Linked DNA regions of Macaca mulatta: region 2 is linked to region 1. A link is a contact called in public Hi-C data. All regions are on one chromosome and are shown on one strand. Each heading gives the region's core, a stretch centred on a gene start, on an enhancer-like site or on the middle of the called end of the contact. The rest is flanking DNA. Distances are from core to core; before and after follow the strand shown.

What was found. Hi-C and Micro-C count contacts between places; a contact is called where the count stands out from the background.
Region 2: a Hi-C map of liver shows a contact between it and region 1, with 6 times the contacts expected there. The contact joins the promoter of EIF2S3 here to the promoter of CXHXorf58 in region 1. A contact is called at or near these places in 2 of 14 Hi-C or Micro-C datasets (fetal cortex germinal zone and liver).

What each region holds. Positions count from the first base shown.
Region 1 is chrX:23,700,922-23,707,142 of T2T-MMU8v2.0, reverse strand. CXHXorf58 (chromosome X CXorf58 homolog) reads right to left here and starts at 4,025. Exons shown (of 9, transcript XM_077988325.1): 1 at 3,474-4,025; 2 at 804-939. The coding sequence starts at 919. It overlaps APOO (apolipoprotein O), which reads left to right and starts at 3,864. Exons shown (of 9, transcript NM_001257632.1): 1 at 3,864-4,108. The coding sequence starts at 4,100.
Region 2 is chrX:23,855,483-23,861,703 of T2T-MMU8v2.0, reverse strand. It overlaps EIF2S3 (eukaryotic translation initiation factor 2 subunit gamma), which reads right to left and starts at 3,771. Exons shown (of 12, transcript XM_001089902.5): 1 at 3,690-3,771; 2 at 3,054-3,117; 3 at 652-779; 4 at 446-567. The coding sequence starts at 3,758.

The sequences.
Region 1 (6,221 bases), core at 2,776-5,275:
TTATTCTACTTTTGGTCATATCCCAGCACTGGCAGGTTGTAGGGGTCTCCTCCTTCATACCTTCTCACTCCGTCATTACCCCTTACAGTGCTATGTACAAAGACAGGTACTCCTGCATAATGCTACCCATTGGCTGGCAAAATGCAAGCTACAAGATATAAAGAAGAAAAGGCTAGGCCAGGTGCAGTGGCTCACGCCTGTAATCTCAGCACTTTGGGAGGCCGAGGCGGGAGGGATCACCTGAGGCCAGGAGATCGAGACCAGCCTGGCCAACATGGTGAAACCCCGTCTCTACTAAAAATATAAAAATTGACATGCATGGTGGTGCACGCCTGTAATCTCAGCTACTCGGGAGGCTGAGGCAGGAGAATTGCTTGAATCCGGCAGATGGAGGTTGCAGCGAGCCGAGATCGCACCACTGCACTCCAGCCTGGGCGACACAGCGAGACTCCATCTCAAAAAAAAGGAAAAAGCCTGAAGTATGGAGACAAACCTTTGAATCCTATCTGATGCCATTTATTAGCTGTTAACTTTCTTCAAGCCACTTACCTTCTGCCGGTTGCTACTATTTCATTTATAAAATATAAAAATTGTTTCACAAGGTTGTATCAGGATCGAGTAGATGTGTGTTAATATGCTTTGTAAATTAGAAAATGCAATTATAATTATTCAATTTGAAAGTAATTTTAAAACACAAAATCTCTGATTTACAAAACAAGAAGCATTTGAAATTATCTGGATAAGTACTGTTTGGAAACTGTACAGTTGTGGAAGATAACACAAGGCAAAATACGGGTACTTACGATAGTAATGATCTTGAATTTGGTGCATTTGCGAAACGTACTCTGCGAACTTTTCCTAAGGATTTTGTACCTGATTTCAGAATACCTTTACCTGGTACATTTGAGGAACGGTTCATTTTCCCTCCAATGAAGTAATCTGAAAGTACATAAATTAAGCCTTTGAGGTCATAATTTATACTATTACACTGTTTGGACAAGACTCAAGTGCCTTATGATTGTTGTACTAATTCTGAATCCTTTAAAAAAGAAGGCATTGGGGCCGGGCGCGGTGGCTCAAGCCTGTAATCCCAGCACTTTGGGAGGCCGAGACGGGCGGATCACGAGGTCGGGAGATCGAGACCATCCTGGCTAACACGGTGAAACCCCGTCTCTACTAAAAAAAATACAAAAAACTAGCCGGGCGAGGTGGCGGGCGCCTGTAGTCCCAGCTACTCGGGAGGCTGAGGCAGGAGAATGGCGTGAACCCGGGAGGCGGAGCTTGCAGTGAGCTGAGATCCGGCCACTGCACTCCAGCCTGGGCAACAGAGCGAGACTCCGTCTCAAAAAAAAAAAAGAAGGCATTGGGGATCTCTTAAAGTTGCTTACAGTTTACATTGTGTACTAAAAATATTATATGGTATATGGAAAAGACAAATAAATCTATCCACAGCCTTATAACTGGTCTGTCTCCAGTCTTTTTCTCCTCTTATTCATCTTCCACACTACACCCGGAGTTAACTTTTTAACTCAATAATTCAATCTCATCACTCCCCAGCTGTCTACCAACAAGCTCATTGAGGGCAGGAGGCATCTTGTTGACTATGGAGTCCTCAGTGCCTAGCACAGCGGAGAGTTTTTACATGTTTGTCTAAAAACGTTTTGTCCCAGTTTTATCATCAAATAGCAGTGAGACTTTGAGCAAGTCACTTAACCTCTCAGTGGTTCAGTTCCCTCCTTGGTAAAGTGAGAGGGTATACACTAAATTTCTGATTCCACCTCCAACTTTCTATTCTTTAAAGCATCCAATCTGGATGCAGTAATACTCCAATTTGGATGCAGCTCCCAAATTCTTAGTCACTGCTTGGTCTTTGTTACTAAACCAGGGGCTCGTTATCATTTCTTTTGGTGCCATGGACCCCCTAGGGACAGATCTCTTTAAAACGCATAACATGGCCGGGCGCGGTGGCTCACTCCTGTAATCCCAGCACTTTGGGAGGCCGAGACGGGCGGATCACGAGGTCAGGAGATCGAGACCACCCTGGCTAACACGGTGAAACCCCCGTCTGTACTAAAAATACAAAAACTAGCTGGGCGGGGTGGCGGGCGCCTGTAGTCTCAGCTACATGGGAGGCTGAGGCAGGAGAATGCCGTGAACCCGGGAGGCGGAGCTTGCAGTGAGTGGAGATCGTGCCACTGCACTCCAGCCTGGGCGACAGAGTGAGACTCCGTCTCAAAAAAACAAAAAACAAAACAAAAAAAACCGCATAACATACATAGGATTACAAAGTGTTCCAATTATACTGAAATCATTAAAATATTTTTTAAAACAAAATTATAGTAAATGTGTCTTAATGCATTAAATGAGCTCTAATGACTACTGTATTTTTGAAGCAGTAATGAGCGTAAATATTTCAAGATCTCTGACACGACTGCAAGGTAACATGAAAATATCTGTGCTTTCTATTGATGACAAAGTCATCAATGCTAATACTACTGTGGCTTGTTGTCTACACTATAATTGAAAGAAACAAAGTTCAGTTAGAGGTTAGTGAAAATGAAGTTGTCATTTTTTCCCCCATACAAGTTCGCACACCCCATGAATTAAGACCTTCTGCCCTAATTTATCAATATGTTTCACACTTTTACGTATGTGTGATGTTACACTGCTGATGCAGAGAGCCTTCTGAGTCTATTCAATATTTCTCCTTGGGGATGCCTTGGAATATACAATCCTCTTAAGAAAGAGAAAAGCAGCCCTTAACATCTGGGAGTTGGCTGGCAGTCACAGCTGGGCCTTGGTGTTACCACTGCTTCCTAACAACACCCGATCCAGAGCAAAGCTCCTGCTTCCTTGAACGTACCCCAAAATCACCGAACCAAAGCCCAAATCCTATAATAAATCTAACTCTTTTACTGAAATATGCCACTGTGTTCCTACATGTGCGTTCTCCTTGGAGCAATGAGAAACCCATTTTCTTCAACTACAGGTGTGCCCCTAGTGGTCTTTGGCTGGAGGGCAGTGGCACATCACTGCACAAATTCCAAATTTTTCCAGATGCCCGCCCGGATAGGGCTTACACTTTTTATAGGATTAGGGCAGAAATACAGAATGAAATAGGAAATACATCCTCATTATGAGACAGTGAAACAATTGTTTTGGCTAGAACACAGGTTTCAAAGGCAGACTAATGGGTTTGGATCCTAGCTTCCCACTTTCTGTGTGGTCTCGTACAAATTACTTCTATGTGCCTCAGTTTCTTCATGTATGTATTGGGAATAATAACCATGCCCACCTACTTCCGTCGTTGGAAAGATTAGATAAATGTGAATAAAGAACTTAGATCATGACTGCGCATATCAAAGTGCTGTATCAGTGCTTGTTACTCTTGTTAATAAGATAATTATTGCCATTATCATTTACTTCTACAAGTATTAAGGGACAAACATTTGATTCCCAGAGAGGAGGCTTACCGCTTGTTTCTTAAAGGGAAAAAATAAGGTCAGAGCCTTTTCCGATTAAAGGACACAGCATATTAGTTTAAATTTAAAACCTGAGAAACCTCCAGTCCACGGTTAAAACCTTTCGTAAGATAAATCCAGGCCGCCAACCGGCGGCTTCCGGCTGCGAGGCTTTCGAAGTCGCCCGAGACCCTCCAAGCGCCCCCTCCCGGCAGCCTCTGCTCACAGAAATCCCAGTCCACGCCGCTGGGCGCCCGGTCGCCGCGGCAAAGACAGTTTCCCAGCGCCGCGCGACGCCAGGCACCTCCCTCCTCGCGCCTCCGCGTACCACCCACACAGAGCCGGCGCTTTCTTGCCGCCTAGCAACCGCCGACGCAGGGGCGGAGCCTCTTGGAGGGCGGGGTTTGCGTTCATCCGCCGCCCGGGCGCGACGCGCTGCAGCTCAGCGACGCGGCTTCTAGAACGGGGTGATTGAACTAAGCCTTCGCCGCACCGAGTTTGCAGTACGGCCGTTACCCGCACCGCGGCCCGCTTGCGGTTGGAGAAATCAAGGCCCTACCGGGCCTCCGTAGTCACCTCTCTGTAGTGGGCGTGGCCGAGGCCGGGGTGACCCTGCCGGAGCCACCGCTGCTAGCGACATGTTCAAGGTGAGAGCGTGGAGCCGGGTCACAGCTGTCACCGCCCCCTCCCGGCTGCCCGAGCCCTCCCCGCGCTCTCTTGGGGCCTCTCCGCAGGCCAGGCCCGAGGCTTTTCCCGCCACTGGGCCGGCTGCGTCCCGGCCCCGCGGTTCATTCACTGGTCTACTGTGGATGAGCGGCTGCCGGGCGGAGGCGAGAGACCCCCGGGTGGGTGGGGGGCGGCCCTTTGGGTTGTGCTTTCGTGAATTAAACACTTTGAAAATGTAAAGTGCCTTCCCCCAAAGTACCCATCCCTTCGGCTGGTGCCCTCTTGGGATCGTGGGTAGGGGGAGGCCAGCTCAGGGCACTGCGGGGTTCGCGGCTTTAGTTGCCTGGCAGGGTCAGGTTTCAGAACCTGATGTGTGGATGGGGGAGGGTCATTTTAGGAGAAGCTGTGCAGGGTATGGGGGAGGCTGGGGTGGGATGGCTGGGTGACGACGAAAGCTGGAGCTTTGCTCCACTCCCCAGGGAACATTATTTAATACGGACCAGTGGACCCCCTTCCCTGCGTTTTGTGAACTCGTGTCCTTTGGGAAAAAAATAGACTTTTACAATGAAGACTTAATTTCGAAAATCTGCACTGTAGTATAAAGCCATTATTCTACTTTTTAAAAAGTAAATTATATGTATTTTGTCATAAAAAATCACAGGCTACCAGAAATTAATCTACAAAATTGAGTCTTCAAGAAGCATAGTACCCATAAAATAGTGCTAATGAAATCTCAGAATTGTAGTATTCATTTAAAAGTTTTGTTGAGCTCTGCAATGTGCTTTGGGTACGTTAATAAAGGCTGTAAAATCAGAACATGCATTCTGCCTTCTAGTCCTGGCATTGCCACTTTCTAGCTGTGTGACCTTGGGCAAGTCACTTACCTTCTCTGTGCCTATCTTCTTTTTTGGTGAAATTGGTGTAAAAACATCTACCTCATAGGGTTGTTATAAGGAGTAAGTAAGTTGGTATGTGTAAAGCACTTGGAAAAGGCCTAGTATTTGCTCTTACTCTGTTTTCAGGCAGCTCACAGTTTAGTCAGGAAGACAGATCCTATAATCAACATTCATTTGATAAATTTGTGTATTAAACACCTGTTATGTGCTAGGAGCTCAGCTCCATTTCAGGGTTACGACAAGGAAAGATATGCTGTGGCCAGTTTAACTATATGTGTACCAACACTGTAGTAAGGTAGTGAAAAGGAGAGCAGGATCCACTTGGCTTAACCAGGGGTTCCTAACCTGGGGCCCTCAGCTCCTCAAAGGACCTGCACATAAATTTCAGGGGGTCCCTGAACTCTGATGGTGAAAAAATATAACTATTTTTAGCAATCTCCAATTGGAATTGAGCACTTCCTTTAGTTATGGGTAATGTTTCAATTATCTATTGTTGGGTAACAAATCACTGCAAACCAGTGCCTTAAAACAAGAATTGTTTCTCAAAATCTATGGGTTGGCTGGGTAGTTCTGCTGGTGGCTTGACTGAAAGTTGGCCTCACTCGCATGTCTGGGGGCTTGGTGCCCCTCCGTGTGCCTAGCTTGGACTTCCTCACTTGGTTACTGACTTCCAAGAGGGCAAGTCCCAAGGCACAAACACAGCATCATGTTTGCTGATGTCAAAACAAGTCACGCAGCCAAGTCCAGAGTTGATACAGTGGGGAACTACACAAGGTCATAGACATGAGTTGGTGCACTTCACTGGGGCCATTCATTTTACAAGCTCCTACCTTAACAAACCACAGTAGTATTAGCAGTACCTGTTACCAGTGGAAGTCACAGTATCAGCACAAGTCACAGACATTTTCATATCACATTACAGTTGTTGCAGATCTCAAAATATCATTTATGCTCATTACTACTTCAGAACTATGATAGTTAATAAGACTCACTGCTAGATCTTTTTGTTTAGTGGGCTAGTAAAGAAGCACATACTGTTTATATCAGATATTTGTGTTTAAAAAATAAGATTATTTCAATATAGTTGGCACTTTTTTGTATGCAATTAGAGGCATCATTTTGAGAAGGGGTCTATAGGTCTCACCGACGGCCAAAGAGGTCCATGGCACAACAAAAGGTAAAGAACCCCTGGGGACTT
Region 2 (6,221 bases), core at 2,522-5,021, 150 kb before region 1:
CTCCAATCCCCATAAACATCACTAGACAGATGTCAGTATCCTGATAAAAAACCAGGTATGCAATCATATTCAGAAAATAGATGGCGAACAAGTTCAAGTGTTTTAGAGAATTAGAAATGGCTCTGTTCATCTCTATTTAATATACAAAAACAGCACTGTTTAAAAGAAATTCAGGAAGCCTAGAAAAAGAATCCCTTCAATCCAATGAGTTGTTTTTCTATTTTGTTTAAGTGATACTTTTAGTTTGGAGAAACTGCAGGTAAGTATTTTAACTCAGGTTTAGATGCTTGACTTTTCAGATTTGCCATAAAAACATAAAACAATGGAAAAACAACAAAACCATTTAGCAATTAGATTCATTGTTTAACATCTCAATATTTCAAAAAGTACAAAACAGAAGACAATAAAATATAAAGTGTAGTATGCTTAGCAAAAAAGAGGTCACCTGACTAATTTGAAGTTCCCTTTGGTCCCTGCAATGTCTGTAGGAAACTCATCAGGTGTACTGCTCCCACAAGATCTATAACATTCTGGCCGAGGGCAACTTGGGTCATCAAGTTTATAAATCTAAAATTTCAATAAAAAAAGATTTTGATTTATTATCTGCACAACAATTAAAGTTAGTTTCTTGTTCCACAGTACACAGCTTACCTTAGCATTAGCATATCCAAGCTTGATTGTAATATTTCTTTCTAGTTCATTTTTGAACCTGACGGTGTGAACTCCAGAAATAGCTTTGACAACTGTGGATTTCCCATGAGCTACATGACCAATTGTACCTATGGTCAAAGTTCAAAAAATTAATTCATGTGTATTTAATTACATACCAAATATTTTTTCAAATAGTGTTAAGTGTAGAAAACCCAAAGCCGGCTGGACATGGTGGCTCACGCCAGTAATCCCAACACTTTGGATCACAAGGTCAAGAGATCGAGACCATCCCAGCCAACATGGTGAAACCCCATCCTACCAAAAATACAAAAATTAGCTGGGCGTGGTGGCGCATGCCTGTAGTCCCAGCTACTGGGGAGGCTGAGGCAGGAGACTCGTTTGAACCCAGGAGGTGGAGGCTGCAGTGAGCCGAGATCGCATCACTGCACGTCAGCCTGGCAACAGAGTGAGACTCTATCACAAAATAAAATAAAATAAATAAAATAAAGCCAAAGCCATAACTTACTGTAAATATCAACATAAAACCAACAGTGATTTCCAGTTTTCCTCCTCCATACGCCTTCCTACTAGAAACGTGTTCTCATATAGGACTGAAGAGAAACTTCCATGTAACAGCTTTACTTAAAAAACATACTCTGAGGCCGGGCGCGGTGGCTCAAGCCTGTAATCCCAGCACTTTGGGAGGCCGAGGCGGGCGGATCACAAGGTCAGGAGATCGAGACCACAGTGAAACCCCGTCTCTATTAAAAATACAAAAAATTAGCCGGGCGCAGTGGCGGGCGCCTGTAGTCCTAGCTACTCAGGAGGCTGAGGCAGGAGAATGGCGTGAACCCAGGAGGCGGAGCTTGCAGTGAGCCGAGATCGCGCCACTGCACTCCAGCCTGGGCAACAGCGTGAGGCTGTCTCAAAAAAAAAAAAAAAAAAAAAAAACCATACTCTGGGACAGACTGGAGTGCAATGCCCTGATCACAGCGCACTGCAACCTCAACCACCTGGGCTCGAGCAATCCTCCCACCTCGGCCTCCTTAGTAGCTGGGACTGCAGGCATGCACCACCACACACAGCTAATTTTTTGTATTTTTTGTAGAGATGGGGTTTGGCCATGTTGCCCAGGCTGGTCTCCAACTCCAGGACTCAAGCAATCCACCCGCCTCCCAACGGGCTGGGATTACAGGCATAAGCCACTGCACCCAGCCAGAACTTTATATATTAAGGAACCTTCCAGCATTTCCAGATTAAAGTAAACAGGTATGATGGGCCCTGACACAACAAAAAGGGATTTGTGAACAAACAAGGAAACAACCTAAGTTTAATTGTAATTTGTTCCAATGATCAAATTATTGGGTCAATATATGCATAGTAATTCGCTTTAACTGGTATAGTCTTAGCATAGGTTGTTCGGAGATTAAGTTATGCTCCGAGGTCACCCCAACCAAAATTTTTAATGCAGGGGCAGTAGTTTAAGGCCTGTAGGCTTATTTGGGCTTTGTTTGCATTAATAAGTTAAAGCTTCAGACTGTAATACTGTAACTTTAATAGCCTCATGGTGGGGTCTTACTTTTTAACTAGGTTAAAAACTAGTCTTACTTTTTAACTATGCTGTTTGTACAAACTCAAAATGTCCAAAATTTACACTCGGTCAACGTAACTTCTCCTCTAAAGTTCCAGGTGCCAATTAAGAAAAAAAAAAACCCTCTACTTAATCACAGCTTGTACATCAAATAAATCTTTCATAAATTCGGCCCTTGAAATAATCCTGTGTGGCAAGTACAGCCACATTTTCACCTCTTCCTTAAACTTCTGCTACGTATGACTACATACTGCCTTATGCTATTAAACTTTTTTTTTTTTTTTTTTTTTTTTTTGAGACGGAGTCTCGCTCTGTCGCCCAGGCTGGAGTGCAGTGGCCTGATCTCAGCTCACTGCAAGCTCCGCCTCCTGGGTTCACGCCATTCTCCTGCCTCAGCCTCCCGAGTAGCTGGGACCACAGGCGCCCGCCAGCTCGCCCGGCTAGTTTTTTGTATTTTTTAGTAGAGACGGGGTTTCACTGTGTTAGCCAGGATGGTCTCGATCTCCTGACCTTGTGATCCACCCGTCTCGGCCTCCCAAAGTGCTGGGATTACAGGCTTGAGCCACCGCGCCCGGCCCTAAACTTTTCTTATGTCTCCATTTTTTCTTCTTGCCAAGTCTGTAAGCTAGACATGGGCAGCATTCTTTGTGCTCCCTTCCCCCGCAAATCTAGCAGGTGCTTTATTCACAAGGACTCAATATCTATTTCTTGAATATGTGAATCCTCATATTATCCAGGTAATCACACAAAAAGTGAGGTTAAAATTAATTGTTGGAGATCAAGAAGATCAGGTTTCTTAAGTTACTCTTACCTATATTAATTGTGGCTTGCCTGCTGATAACTTCGTGTGAAAGTGGCGTCAACTTGGTAACATCCTGCAATGAAATATATTTTAAAACATCGCACATAAAACAAAGCAGAACTTTTCCTTTGACTTTACGTTTGCCATCTATATCTCGCCACCATCTGCACAGCTTTCTACTACTTCTAAAGCGCCTTTCCTCTATCGGTAACTCTGTACTCCTATGGCTGGGAAGCTGTAAGAGCCCTTCATCATTACACAACAGACTACACCTCCACTAAACTATGGGATATCTGGGGATCAGAGGCTCCCCCAATCTTGGGAACATTAGCACTAAAAGTAATACAGACAAGACACTCCCTTCCCAGACGTTAAGAGGCTGAAACCATGACAATCAACATCAAGACTTCCAGCCGAATCCTCCAGAAGCTCGAAATCCCACGACCGTACACCTCTGCGCCCAGATCGTGGACTGGCCTGGGTACAGGCGGCGTGAGCATGGCTTAAGGCGCCCAGCTCCAGGTCTCCCTCCTGACCCAGGCTCCTGACCCATGCTCCCGACACTGACTAGTACCAATGCCACCGGGAGGCTCGGTCATCTCCACTCCCGAGCTCACTCTACATCCTCCCCAAGCAAAACCTCACCAACGTGGTGAGATCCTGACGCGAAAGATGCGGCTGCCCCAGAGTCACTCCAGCTTCTCCGCCCGCCATGTTGCCAGAAGAGGAAGGAAGTCACCCCGGCTGCCGCCTGATCGTCTGCAGGGGTCCTAGTGCGGGGCGGGGAAGCGGAGGCGGGAAGGCCGAGTAGGGGCTCAGGATGGCCAGTTCAGCAGCGGCCTCACTACTTGGACTTCTCTCCGCTTGAATCTGCACAGTGCCTGTCGGTAGGCTTACTGGAAAACACGGTGCAAAGTTGCTGGAGCAATTCGTCGCAGACCTGGTAGATATTTGTGCAGGCAATACTGAGGGCAGCCACCAAACCCCCGCCCCGCCCGGCCCGTGCGAGGCGGGTGATGCAACCCGGCGCGCGCGCTGGCCAGGGAGAGACCATTTCCGTTTCCTGTGGAGTTTCCCGAAACCTGGGAATCAGCTAGGGTGTGAGAACAGAAAAGAGGGAGTGTCCACCCCGCCCTTTTTTTTGAATACCGATTTCTGTAATTTAATAAGGCGAGATCGGCTCGGGGTCCGCGCCCACCTATGACGGGGCTCTTGGCTGGGAAAAGGCCGCGTGCTGAGCCCCGGCGGGTGGCGGGGCGGGCGCCCCCTCGCGGAGGTTTGGTGAAGGGCTCAGAGGGGCAGGGCTAGCAAAATCAAAGTCCCTAGCTTGTTCCCAGAGAGTGATTTCTAGGGCCCGGGAGGTGGGCCTTGGTGACGTTAGACTGCGTTCCCAGTGAATTTAGCTAGGTGTCGTGAGAGCATCTAAAGTGCGCTGTTTTGTTTTGGTTTTTTTTCTTAAAGAAGTAGGTCCAAAAAAACCTCGATTACCGATAAATCGGTATTTTAAAATTTAAAAATCCTTGACACCTTAACCCACTTTTCGTCGTGTTGAAAAGCAGTTGAGTGATTTTTTTTCTCTGTGCATTTCTATACAAATTTTGTCATAAACAGCTATTTCCTTTTTTGTTGTTTGCAATAAATTTATTTACATAAAAACGTGTGAGACAACTATTATGCAAAATTATAGTAAAGAGAAGTGAAAAGATAATATGAAAGCCACAATGACGAATACTGAGAAGCCAAGCTCACTTTACAATACTTGTAAGTAGTCATCAAGTTAGCTTTTAGGAAATAAATATTATTAATGAGGCCGGGCACGGTGGCTCACGCCTGTAATCCCACTACTTTGGGAGGCCGAGGCGGCCGGATCACGAGGTCAGGAGTTCGAGACCAGCCTGGCCAATATGAAACCCCGTCTCTACTAAAAATACAAAAAAAAAAAAAAAAACACACACAAAAATTCGCCAGGCGTGGTGGTGGGTGCCCGCAGTCGCATCTACTCGGGAGGCTGAGGCAGGAGAATGGCGTGAACCCAGGAGACGGAGCTTGCAGTGAGTGTGCTGAGATGGCGCCCCTGCACTCCAGCCTGGGTGACAGAGCGAGATTCCGTCTCAAAAAAAAAAAAAAAAAAAATATATATATATATATATATAAAATAAATGAAATAAAAGGGAAATTGGGGAAAATGAGGGGCAATATGAGAAGTGAAGAAAAATTCATTAAGGTGATAATTTCTCTGCTACCTCTCTTTTTTTTTTTTCCCGACTTTTAAGTTCAGGGGTGCATGCGCAGGATGTTTGTTACATAGGTAAACTGTGTGCCATGGTGGTTTGCTGCACAGATCATCCCATCACCCAGCTATTTTTTTTTTTTTTTTTTTTTTTGAGACGGAGTCTCGCTCTGTCGCCCAGGCTGGAGTGCAGTGGCGCGATCTCGGCTCACTGCAAGCTCCGCCTCCCGGGTTCACGCCATTCTCCTGCCTCAGCCTCCCGAGTAGCTGGGACTACAGGCGCCCACAACCGCGCCCGGCTAATTTTTTGTATTTTTAGTAGAGACGGGGTTTCACCGTGGTCTCGATCTCCTGACCTTGTGATCCGCCCGCCTCGGCCTCCCAAAGTGCTGGGATTACAGGCGTGAGCCACCGCGCCCGGCCCCATCACCCAGCTATTAAGCCCAGCATCCATTAGCTATTCTTCCTGATGCTCTCCCTTCTCCCACCCCCAACCCTCGGACAGGCCTCAGTGTGTGGTGTTCCCCCGCATGCTTCCATGTGTTCTCACTATTCAGCTCCCACTTATGAATGAGAATATGCGGTATTTGGTTTTCTGTTCCTGCGTTAGTTTGCTGAGAATAATGGCTTTCGGCTCCATCCATGTCCCTGCAAAGCATATGATCTTGTTCGTTTTTATGGCTGCATGGTATTTCATGGTGTATATGTACCACGTTTTGTTTATCCAGTCTATCATTGATGGGCATTTGGGTTGATTCCATGTCTTTGCTATTGTGAATAGTGCTGCAGTGAACATATGTGTGCATGGATCTTTATAATAGAATGATTTATATTTTGGAGGCTATATACCTAGTAATGAGATTGCTTGGTCAAATGGTATTTCTTCCTCTAGGGCTTTGAGGAATTGCCACTCTGTCTTCCACAATGGTTGAACTAATTTACACCCC